3 separate regions of the Mus musculus genome follow, and all the other regions are linked to region 2. Evidence: chromatin contacts called from public Hi-C data. All regions are on one chromosome and are shown on one strand. The core of a region is the stretch at or near the end of the contact, and the rest is flanking DNA. Distances in the headings are between cores, read along the strand shown.

Region 1 (3,609 bases), core at 489-2,988, 620 kb before region 2:
TGACAAATGGCAGGGTGTGAAGAAGACTGGGAAGATAAAGCTGAATGAGATACATTGCCAGGTGCTCTGTGGTTTGTTAGTCTCTTCTGAGTTGTCACCAAGGCAAGGAACTCAGGCCCTAGATGCAGATCCAATTGTAGTTTCCTTAGAAAACAAGCACAGTATCAATCGGGTATCTGTAGAAGTCATGGCCAACCGTGTTTGTAATTATGGTAAGAATCTTAAGTAGACTTGTGGGCAAGCAACACCAACACTCAGTGCACTGAATAAATTAATGCATGGCTGCTTGTCTTTCTAAGAACATTGGAATCCTTGAAAAAAGATTTCTGCCTACTATGGTCCTCTCAGACCTAGAAACTCTGGTTACCCAGTGCCTATACTTGGCACCTCAGTATAACAAAGAACCTTTGAAAATACTCGTTTTCATCTAAATTTCTTTTCTAGTGTGTGTTTTTTAAAATCAGGGTCTTAAATATTTAAATAACTTTTTAAAAGTCCCCCAGAAAAAAAATTGCAACGAGACCAAATGCCCTTAGAGTTCTGTTCATCTCAGGAAGAGCCTGAAACCCATGATTTCCTGTTGTATCGCAGCTTCTGAAGGTCCAGAGCTGGTGCAAGGCACATGATCATCAAAACCCCACCTCCTTACTAGCACATCACATTCTACCTTCCAGATCTAGCATGGAAATGTATGTCTTACAGTCCAGGTCAGCACCAGGAGAAACCATGGGCCCATCCCTGCGTGTCCCACCAGACATTACATTTACTTCCCACATGCCATTGGGGGGAAGTTTGTCCTACACTATCACTGACTATGAAGAACACTAGGCAATGTCTTAATTCTACGTGGCAATTTATCCAGCAGAGAACAGAAGTTTCCTATCTCAGTACATAGGGCAAAGTGGATGTTCACTAGGCAACTAACAATCTGCCACATTGTTAATAGAACTCTAAAAACAACAATAAAAACATTAGTTTGGGTTATACCTGGATAGGTCTTCTAGCTGCAGGAATAGTTATTTCACCTCTGGACCATTAGGTTTTTTTCATGTGTGAAACCCCACAGGATGACTATGAATAACTGTAGAAAGTACCTACCACATGATAAAGTAGCTGTCACGGAAGTTGCAACCATGTTACCCATCCTTTTCCTAAGACATTAAGTAACTTGGTTAAGACAATGGAATTCTATCCCGTTGTCCTTCTTAAAAACATTTCCAAACTGGGCTGGATGGAAAAAGGATGAAGAAGACGAAGAAGTTGGTTAGGTGGGGAGGTAAGTGTAGACAAGGTGAATCTGGGAGGAGTGAGGGAATGAATGTATCATAGTGTTGTATATAAAATTCTCAAAGAATTCACAAAATATTATTCAAAGAATTAAAAAGCATAGTTTAGAAACCAATGCAAACTCTTTAATCCATGACAATTCAATAAATACCATTTCACTTAAAAAGAAACCAAACCTTAAAAAAGGCACAATGCTGTTCACATTGCATAGTGTTTTTGAGATCTTTGTCTGGCATTCTTTTGTCTACAGTGCAGAGACAAAGAAAAGCTGTACATGCCACGATGCTCTTCTTGGCTTTTCCTTGCCCTCAGCTGGGGACAAAGAGACATCAAACCAAAACAAAACCTGGGGCATTTTTTTTTTTTAAACACAACCTTTTTCTCTTTATTCAGTTTCATTCATGAGACCAGCTAAAGGCTGTTTCTGGCCTGTTTCCCACTGCTTCCTCTTTAGCAGCACAGTTTAGGGCTCTTCTGCTCCTACCTCTCTAGCCCTGTAGAGGCTCAGTTCCTCACTCAGACCTTTTCTTTGGAGTCAGACCTGGCTGAGGAGCTAGGGACAGAAATGTTGCATGTGACAGGCCTTGCTTCTGAGGAACAGAAGTCAAGTCAGGGTAAGCAATTGGTAACAAGCAATGTTTAACACACTCCCATGTGAATGGAACTAGGGGAACAGAAATGCTCTGGTCGCAGGTTAGAGTAGGGAGGTCACAGAGAACTTTCTGGAGGTGTGCGTATGGGAGTAGATATCTTATCAACAGCATCAGGGGTGTACACTGCCTTTCATAGTTGGTGGAAAGAGCAAAGAAACATGAAGGGCAAAGGCTGCTGGGATGACAAACTTAGAGAATATTGAGAGTTAAAAATGCTTAGTGGTGTTAGATTGGAAAGGAGAAGAGAGGGAAGGCTCCATTCTCGGCAGGACTAACACTGGAAATTCCAGTGCTTTCCCCTAGCCCATGGTTTTTTTCATGCATGCATTCTAAAAAACAATGAGCTCCCAGCCATGACCAGCACTCATGCTCTGGTGGACAGTTGTGAGACCAACAATATAGCTTGACCCCCTGATTATTAGAGCTGTTTCCAGTCTCAGGATTCTGTGATTCAGGATGTAATCACTGCCTGGTTTTCATAGGTGTGTTTTCTGGGAACATCTGGCCGTGCATTTCCTTGTGTCTTCTTGACAGCCCCCAATTCTCTTTAAATAGCAAGCAGAGAGAGCTAAAAAGGAGTGATTCTGACACTTACACGGTACTAAGCAGCCCTCTTTTGCATCCCTTCTACAGTAAGCTTCCCCAGTAGTTGTGAATAAAACAGATTGGCCTGCTTTTTTAAGAGATGAGGAAAAAGGCCCAGAGAGATTAGGATCTATACTTATGAACACATGTGATAGAGGAGGGTGAAATACTCTAAAGAACACCATACCTCTTCACCTGGTGCAAGGCCTTCCCTTGCCTGGGGTAGCTCTATTGCTCCCCTTTCCTACTCTCCACAGTAATAAACTCCTGATTTTCCAGGGACATTCCCCATAATATGCCTTTGAACTTGGGATAGTAGCCAATGATTCCAAAACAGACATCTGGAACTAACTGAGGGCAGGGTCTCCCTGGAGAATGGGTCTTTGTTTAATGGCTCACTCTTACCAGCAAGTTCTCCCTCAGGTAATGTCCCACTTCAGAAAAGATTAGGCATGGAAGGGACTTCTGTTTCCTTAAACCACTCTTAGTATGAAATACACAGGGACATTGTGGCTCAGAGGTGCATGAATCCTCAGTGGATCAATGAGGAAAGAATAGAATTTAGTGCAATTCTATGAGAAAATCATGTTTGGATTTGTTATCTCACTTCTCCTAATAGGTTTTTGGCTCCAGGACAAGATGCATTAGCCAAGAGCAAGCCTAGACAGTATACCTATAGAAAGGTGTGTGCTAGTCTGGAGACTGGTGTAAATCGCTAGTGATCGTAGAAAGGACTGTCAGTGTTCTTACCTGAGGATCCTTGTCAGAGAGCCAGGTTCAGTGAGAAGCTGTGGCTATAGGAGTGCATGGCCATGTGGCCACGTCCTAGGACTTCAGGTCATCACAAGGAGATTAACAGATGACCATTGCCTACCATCTTCCCTTTTAAGGAAGAAACAGAGTCAGAACGGAGAGGTACATTGCTCAAGGTCACAATGTCAAAAAGTGGCAGAGCCAAGACTGGCGTGTTGTCATCAAAAAACCAGGAAGGACTATGGATCAGTAGTCAGGCCGTCAAACGCCTAAGTTTAAGCTCTGCTTCTGTGCTTTGCTGCCTGCATATCAAACAAGTCACTCGACATCA
Region 2 (3,452 bases), core at 126-2,625:
TATGCCAACTGACCAAGCGGGTTCTGCAGGCCAGAGATAGCCCTTTTTTTTTCCCCCTATAAAAACACTCAGCAGCGCTAGGTGTGGTAACATGCAGGAGGCCTTGCCTGAAGGATCAGCATGAATCAAGGTCAGCCTTGGATACAGATGGAGTTTGAGGCTAGCCTGGGCTACAAAATGAGTTCTTGTCTCAAAAAAGAAAATGTGCAGGAGGGAGACTATCAACAAACAAACAAGCAGATAAACCACTTTGACTAGAGGTGTCTTTCTCTCTCTCTCTCTCTCTCTCTCTCTCTCTCTCTCTCTCTCTCTCTCTCTCTCTCTCTCTCTGTCTGTCTCCCTGGCCATTAAGAGCAATCCCTCCTTACAGTCCCTATCCTTGTTTACTGGCTAGTATTATTCCCAGGACAGTACCGATCCATCCCCCCCCCCCACCTCTGTTGACCACTAACACATCCCCTCTACTTCCTTTACTACCTCGTGGTTCAGGTGCCATTCACTGACCTCAGCTTTGATAAAGAAAAAATTTCGGATACAGAACCCTTCCTTGGTTCTGTGGAGCCGAGCATCTTTTTAAGGCTGGCTACTTGAGCTACTGCTCCGGACCTTCCCCTCTCCTTTCTTTGGATAACAGGACAGTGGTCCGCAAAGGGAAGCATCCGTTACCTTTCTCTTAGAGTTGAGTTCATTTTCCATTGCATGTTTCTGTTTAAACAGAAAGCCTTTTTAAAAGGGCTGAACACGCATTGAGTGTGCATGCTAAATGTTTAATATGTGTGTGCCCACAGCCAAGAGAACAGAGAAGCCTTAAGTAATAATGAAGCTGGATTATGCACGTTGTGTGCTTTACATGGCAGTGACTTCTAAATATACCCTTAACAGCCAGGTATTATTTAATACATCCCTATTAATCAAGCTGCCAAATCTAAATGAAAACCATGTTTAAATATATTTAATAAGATTATGGCTTTGAGGTGAGTAGCAAGCTAATGTTAGCTGCATTTATTTTCCTCCCAGCCAGGCCTCCTTCACTCTCTTGTGTTTTCATTCTGGAAGCTTCTTTCTCCGGTGAAGACAGTGTGATTACAAAGCGACTGGTACTGCAAACTTTCTGTGTGGATTTCATCTTAGTGAATAAATGGGAATGTTTTAAGAAAAGAAAACAACATCTGCAAATGGGAAATGAAATGTCATTTCTTCTTAGGGTGAGCCATTGAATTAAGGCGGAAATTAATAATCGCCATAGAGAAATGAGTTGTTTCTACCTTCTGCAATATAGTGTCTGCTTTTGGATCCGGTATCACTCTCGTAGTGTCTTGAGTTAAATGTTGTTACTTTTCCTTTTAATGGTTGGTTTTTTTGTTGGTTTTGCAATAGTGACACCCAGTGGCACTAATGAACATTGCAAGGGCTGCTAAATGCTGTCTTTCTAAAGCAATCCCATTCCTCCTTTGGAATAAAAAATATCTAGTTTCTTGAAGTTGAAGGAATAATTGAGTCTGGACAAGACAAAATTGCAGTTCCGTCTAGTAGGCTTCTCATTTGGTACAAAGAAGGGAAGTAACGAAGGACAGGACAGATGGGGAGGAGAGGGGTCACACATACCACCCCAGCAAACTTTCAAAGTTATTAGTGAAATACCATTGTACACCCCTGCTGTGTATAACTGTTCCTCTTATTGCAGCAGTGTGTGCACTGTCCCAGCCTTTGCCACAGGCATTCCCTGCAGCCTACAGAGAAATGGCTATTTGCTGGTGTTGCAACTGCTGTGATTTCTTGTTTCTCATATCTCCAGTCCTCTCTTCCTTCCATCTAGTTCTTTTGACTCATATTTACCCCTAAGAAGTTGTGTTTGGGACTTTTAGCCAATCATTCTCCCCATTAGCATATTTTCATCGGTTCCAGATTTTGAGCTCTTAACTTGCGCCTCCCCGCTTACATGTCTTAAAACTTTTAAATCTTTGATTAAAAAGTCGTATATGCCTATTACAAACATATTAAAAGTTTCTGACTACATAAACACTGAAAACAATCCCTATAAAATGTTCAACACTGCCTACTTTGAATTTAAAATAGGGAGCACATGTTTCACATCGTTCATTGTAGAAATTTCAAGCTTTGTTTTAAAAACCAAAAATACGTGCAATACACGCCATATATAATTCACAGAAGCAGAACACACAAACCCACCATATCTGTGCACACAGCGGTGTGGCAGATGCTGCTTCTGATGCTGTTTGCATGCTGGACACTCTTCTAATCGCTTTACATGAAACAACCCATGTAAGTTCCATAGCAAGGGTCAGGAACTACTATTATGGTTGTTCCACACATGTTGATGAAGTGTTTATGCATTGCAAAAGAACAATGTCAACATGCTCGGTCATAGGATTGTAATGAATTATGGGCAGGAAGGGCTATCATCAGGTCTTTAAATGTTTTGAAGTCAGTGTCACTGTCCTTAGTCTCTCTACCCAGCTCTACTCAAAACTCCGGTATCTCCTTTACCTTCTGGCACCAGCTTTCTGTGCTCTGAATGTCATCAGCCACAGAGCTTACATTCCACTGCCCAAGAAGCAGGCAATGAAGTAAGAGAAAATGAAGCAATGAAAAGAGCAAAGACAGGTTAGGGAGAGAGGATATGCAAAGCTGATGATAAGAGCAATGGGAGTCACCATCCTAATGAAGGATGCTTGGCAGGAACCCTCAGTGGCAGAGAAGACAAAGGCTCTGTGGTGACAGTATATTGATGAGTCTATAGAACAAACAAAACCCATGGAGGCTGGGGCATGCTGGTGCGGGGAGAGATGTGTACTCTCTTCCCTTTCAGCCCTTTGACGAAGTCTTATGCCCCAGACATTGACCATGATTTAGAATGGTAGTGTTCTGTGATATAGTCAAGAAAGGGGATGTAGGGGAAAGCATGCAGTTGAGAGAATTGGCCTAAGACATTGCTTCCAATACACATTCGCCCCTACCCTATGAATCGAGAGTAAGATGAACGTGAGGTATAATGAAGTCCTGCAGACTTAGGCACGCTGAGCACCTGAGAGCCCAGGTGGACCCTGGGTCACATTCTTCTCCAGACATGGTTTGTAAGTCTGTGTCTCTGGTCTGAATGCCAACTTCTCCGTCTCCTTTCTTTCTCTCATTCTCTTATTCAGTATACACTTCTTCATGGGCAGCCATCTGTGTTAGGCCTATTCTCTTCACAGAGTCAATCCTGGAGTGGACAGGCTCAGCAATGGTGTTTTGTTTTGTTTCAAGTTTTTGCCAGCATCGTAGAGAAGAAATACCATGAAACAGGCAGTGATAATAGTGTGCTAAACTCCTAGTCTTGAAGTCTGAGAAAATATTTCAAGGGAACTGACAGTTGAACTAGGACTTCAAAAACAGAGGCGAACATATGTATGGCTGTTCGGGGAATGAGGTAGAGGGCCAGGGGCAGACTT
Region 3 (3,511 bases), core at 115-2,614, 530 kb before region 2:
ATATCCATAGCCACCTGGTAGCTATTTGTAGTTATATCAGTGTTTCCTGAAATGGACATCACAGCATTATTAGGATATTACAGAATGAAACCATTCTTAAAGCGAAATTGTACACTTTGCTTTGCTGACATCAAGCCACAAAATCTTGTAATTACTTCTGATGAAAACTGGCATTGGGTATAGTTAGCATAGTGATAGTTGGCATCCCCGAGACTTCCTCATTTGGGCATTTCAATATTGTTTGTCATTATGAAAGTCCTGAAGAAACTATGAAAGGTGGCTCTGCAAAAAGGCACAGAGTCTGCCCAAGCTTTCCCCTTCCTTCCTTCCTTCCTTCCTTCCTTCCTTCCTTCCTTCCTTCCTTCCTTCCTTCCTTCCTTCCTTTTTTTCTTTCCTTCCTGTAAGTGTGTGTGGGTATGTATGTATGTGTGTTTGTATTGGCATCTCTGAGTGTTTTCATAAAGCTAGTTATACTATAAATGCATCAAGTCTTGTTTCACTTGTATTAGATGTTTATACGAGGAATCTCAAAAAGAAGTACGCAGCAGGAGGGTTCATCGGTGCAGCTGAGGTTCTGTGTGGTGAGCACATCCCAGGGCCTTTACTCTGGATCCCTGAGCTTCAGTGAAGTAGATGCAGTGTTCATTTGGAAAGCAAGCTTTCATGTGGTAATTTTGTGTTTATCTCATTTAAGTTTTTCCCAAAGCACCAACCAGTGGTCAGTAGAGTTTATCATGTTTCCTTCTAAGAGAAAGTACTACAGTTTACTGTGGAGATCAAAATTAAGACAATATTGGCTCTCCAATTGGAGGTACATAATCAAATGTTTGAATAATTGTAAGTTAAAACATTATTGGCCCAGTAAATTTCTTGATTAATCTTTTCTAATTTCCCATTTGAATGTTTCTTATTAAAATTCTTTTATATAGATATTTTATTCTTAAAGATGTTATAGTCTGTATATTTAATAGTAAGGGGGAAATGCAATGAAAATTCGTCTTCTTTCACTATACATACAGAAACTTAATTTTTTTTCATTTTAAAGGAAGTCTTTCTTGGTACTCAATTTCTCATTTTCAATGTAAGTGATTCTAGTTGAAAAGCTGTATTACTTTTGGTTACTGTTAATACCATGCTGGAGGGATTAAGCCAATGCTAATACAGTTTGCAATTAAAAAAATATATATATATCCTCTGAAGTCATACAATCATTTCAAGTGCGCTCTAAAAGGGGAAGTTTGAAAGATTTAAGAGAATTGCGTTTTTATTAGGTTTTGCAATCTTTGCTCCATGAATTCCCCTTGTCATATTCTTCAAGAAAGGCTCTGATGAAATGATAAGGTTCATTTGCATCACTTGGTGCAGTTTCCAGAGAATCTGGATTTTATCTGCTTTGTGTTGAGGATGACATACCCGAGCTTTTCTGCAGTGGGACCCAGACTCACCCTTTGTCCTACTTAACTTTTGAGGCTTTCAATAAAATTTGGCCACCCAAAGAGGTGGGAACTTTGAAACCAATGGGTATCTTTGTCATTTCTTGTCTGGATTTCAGTTCTGCTAGAAGTAGGTATGGGGTTGCAACAGGCTGCTACTTCAGCTGAAATATCTGGACAAAATAAACTTTACCCTTGATCAAGAGAGTGCTCTCAGGAAGAGCACTTGGCTTTTATTCTAACTCAGGTGATGGCTATGTCTTTTCCCCACTGGCTGAAAATAATTGGCACACAGGAAATGGAAGAAAGGGCAAGGGGTAACTCTTCCTAGGAGGAAAGGGTTACTGCTCCTAGTAGCAAATTCCTAGACTAGAGCAGTGGGCCTCTGTGTAACCAAAACGTTTTACTGGGTGGGGAGGATTAAAACATTTGTATAAAAGTCTTACAAAGTAGGAGAGAGAAAATGATTTTAATTTCTTGTCCTAAACACAAGTTTTATAGTATTTGCTAGAAAGGACTCATATTTGATATTCTTACAGTTCCTATCTATTAGTTGGAGGTAGGAAACAAATTGTTGCAAGTCATTGCCAATCTGAGCTATCATCATGGGAAATCACCTTCGCTAGGACCCTGGATTGCACTAGAGAGTTGATGTGAGCATTGTGGACTTCCTTGAGAACTCTTCTGGGATTTTGGTCAGCATGGTATAATAACAAAGAGGATAAGATCTAGTTCATCAGCTGTGATGGCTAGTCTTCACTGTCAACTTGACTGGACACAAAGAGATTAACTGGGGAGGGCAGACTCACCCTGAATATGGACGGCTCTGTCCTATGGATTAGGGTCCTAGAGTGACTAAAAAGGAAAAAGGGAGAAAATGAGCCAACCAGCATCTGGTTCTTTCTTCTTCCCGAGTAAAGAGCTGTAAGGTAACCAGTTGCCTCCTGTTCCTTGCTATGATTTCTCCACCAGGACTGACTCTGTCCCTTTAAACCAGCATCTAAAACAAGCTGTTCTTCTTTATATTGCTTCTGACAGGTATTTTGCCAGAGCACTGGCAAAAGAAGCTATAACATATGTTAACCATGGAGTCTTGAACCACGAACCTTGCTTTATGTAGTAATCTCATTTCCTTTCCCTTATCACATAGGCCTTTCAACTTCTGCCTCAGGGCGCCAACTAAACTGGTTTATTGGGTGATGTGATTTCCTTCTGTCCGACAAAAAGTAAATTCATTTTGCTTGTTTTGTTTTGTTTTTTTCCAAATCTGGTGGTAGTCATATTTTTATTTGATAATACATGTCTTGGAGCATAGAGAACCTTACCTGACTTACACACACACACACACACACACACACACACACACACACACACACACACTTATACAATGCAAGTGTCACATGTGTGAAGCCCTGAGTGTGATCCTCAGCACTACAGACAAATGCAGTAGCAGTAGGACCAAGAGAGCAGCATTAGAATGCTCTTGAATGCTTCTGTTTTCTGGTCTGACTGCATCAAGACAAGAACAGTTTACTCTGATCACACACCCAGCATCCAATTCTTGATACAAGGAAGAAAATGACTAGGGTGGCTATGCTAAATGACATCCTGACCTTGTGCCTGCCAAGTTGAGAAAGAGAGAGATATAAGAGAGATATACATTTTACTGTTATTTAACAGATACTGACAGAATAGAACTGACACCAACCCCAGTCCCCTAGGGGTGAGGATTCTGAGAGAAAAGAAGCTCAGGAGTGAGGGTATAGAGACAGACTTTGACTCAGAGAGAACCCAGACCTACAGAGATGAGTTGCTGCTCCATATAAATGGTATAATCACATGGTTGATGAGAGAAGTGTTCCACAGCCACCTGGAGCTACACTGCATTGCGCTGGGACTTGGGAATGATCTTTTAATTTTTAAAAAAATTTAAATCATTTTATTTTAAAATACATTGAGCTTGATATATTTCTTGTGGGATTTCTTGTATAAAATGGGCTATACCCCATCTGTGAATGACGCTGTCCATTGGCAATCCTCTTGTCTTCCTGAAGCTGCAGAGAAGAAGAAGAGCCTCC

Evidence for each region. A called contact is a pair of places that touch in the nucleus more often than the background predicts.
Region 1: a contact with region 2 is called in a Hi-C map of bone marrow-derived macrophages, with 13 read pairs. The contact joins two enhancer-like sites. A contact is called at or near these places in 1 of 15 datasets of contacts at CTCF or cohesin (pro-B cells) and 1 of 484 Hi-C or Micro-C datasets (bone marrow-derived macrophages).
Region 3: a Hi-C map of bone marrow-derived macrophages shows a contact between it and region 2, with 14 read pairs. The contact joins two enhancer-like sites. A contact is called at or near these places in 3 of 15 datasets of contacts at CTCF or cohesin (the NIH/3T3 cell line, large pre-B cells and pro-B cells) and 5 of 484 Hi-C or Micro-C datasets (bone marrow-derived macrophages, embryonic somatosensory cortex, granulocyte-monocyte progenitors and 1 more).

What each region holds. Positions count from the first base shown.
Region 1 is chr4:95,248,518-95,252,126 of GRCm38.p6, forward strand. No RefSeq gene overlaps it. Among named protein-coding and RNA genes, the nearest start is that of Gm32240, 42 kb to the left of the region's middle. Within about 2 kb of position 1,739, at least 18 of the 459 cell types and tissues checked have an H3K27ac peak or open chromatin away from gene starts, as enhancers often do. A contact at or near this core is called in bone marrow-derived macrophages, where this site is marked.
Region 2 is chr4:95,870,031-95,873,482 of GRCm38.p6, forward strand. The region is part of intron 14 of Fggy (FGGY carbohydrate kinase domain containing); the gene reads left to right. Among named protein-coding and RNA genes, the nearest start is that of Hook1, 96 kb to the right of the region's middle. Within about 2 kb of position 1,376, at least 13 of the 459 cell types and tissues checked have an H3K27ac peak or open chromatin away from gene starts, as enhancers often do. A contact at or near this core is called in bone marrow-derived macrophages, where this site is marked.
Region 3 is chr4:95,339,812-95,343,322 of GRCm38.p6, forward strand. No RefSeq gene overlaps it. Among named protein-coding and RNA genes, the nearest start is that of Gm32240, 130 kb to the left of the region's middle. Within about 2 kb of position 1,365, at least 10 of the 459 cell types and tissues checked have an H3K27ac peak or open chromatin away from gene starts, as enhancers often do. A contact at or near this core is called in bone marrow-derived macrophages, where this site is marked.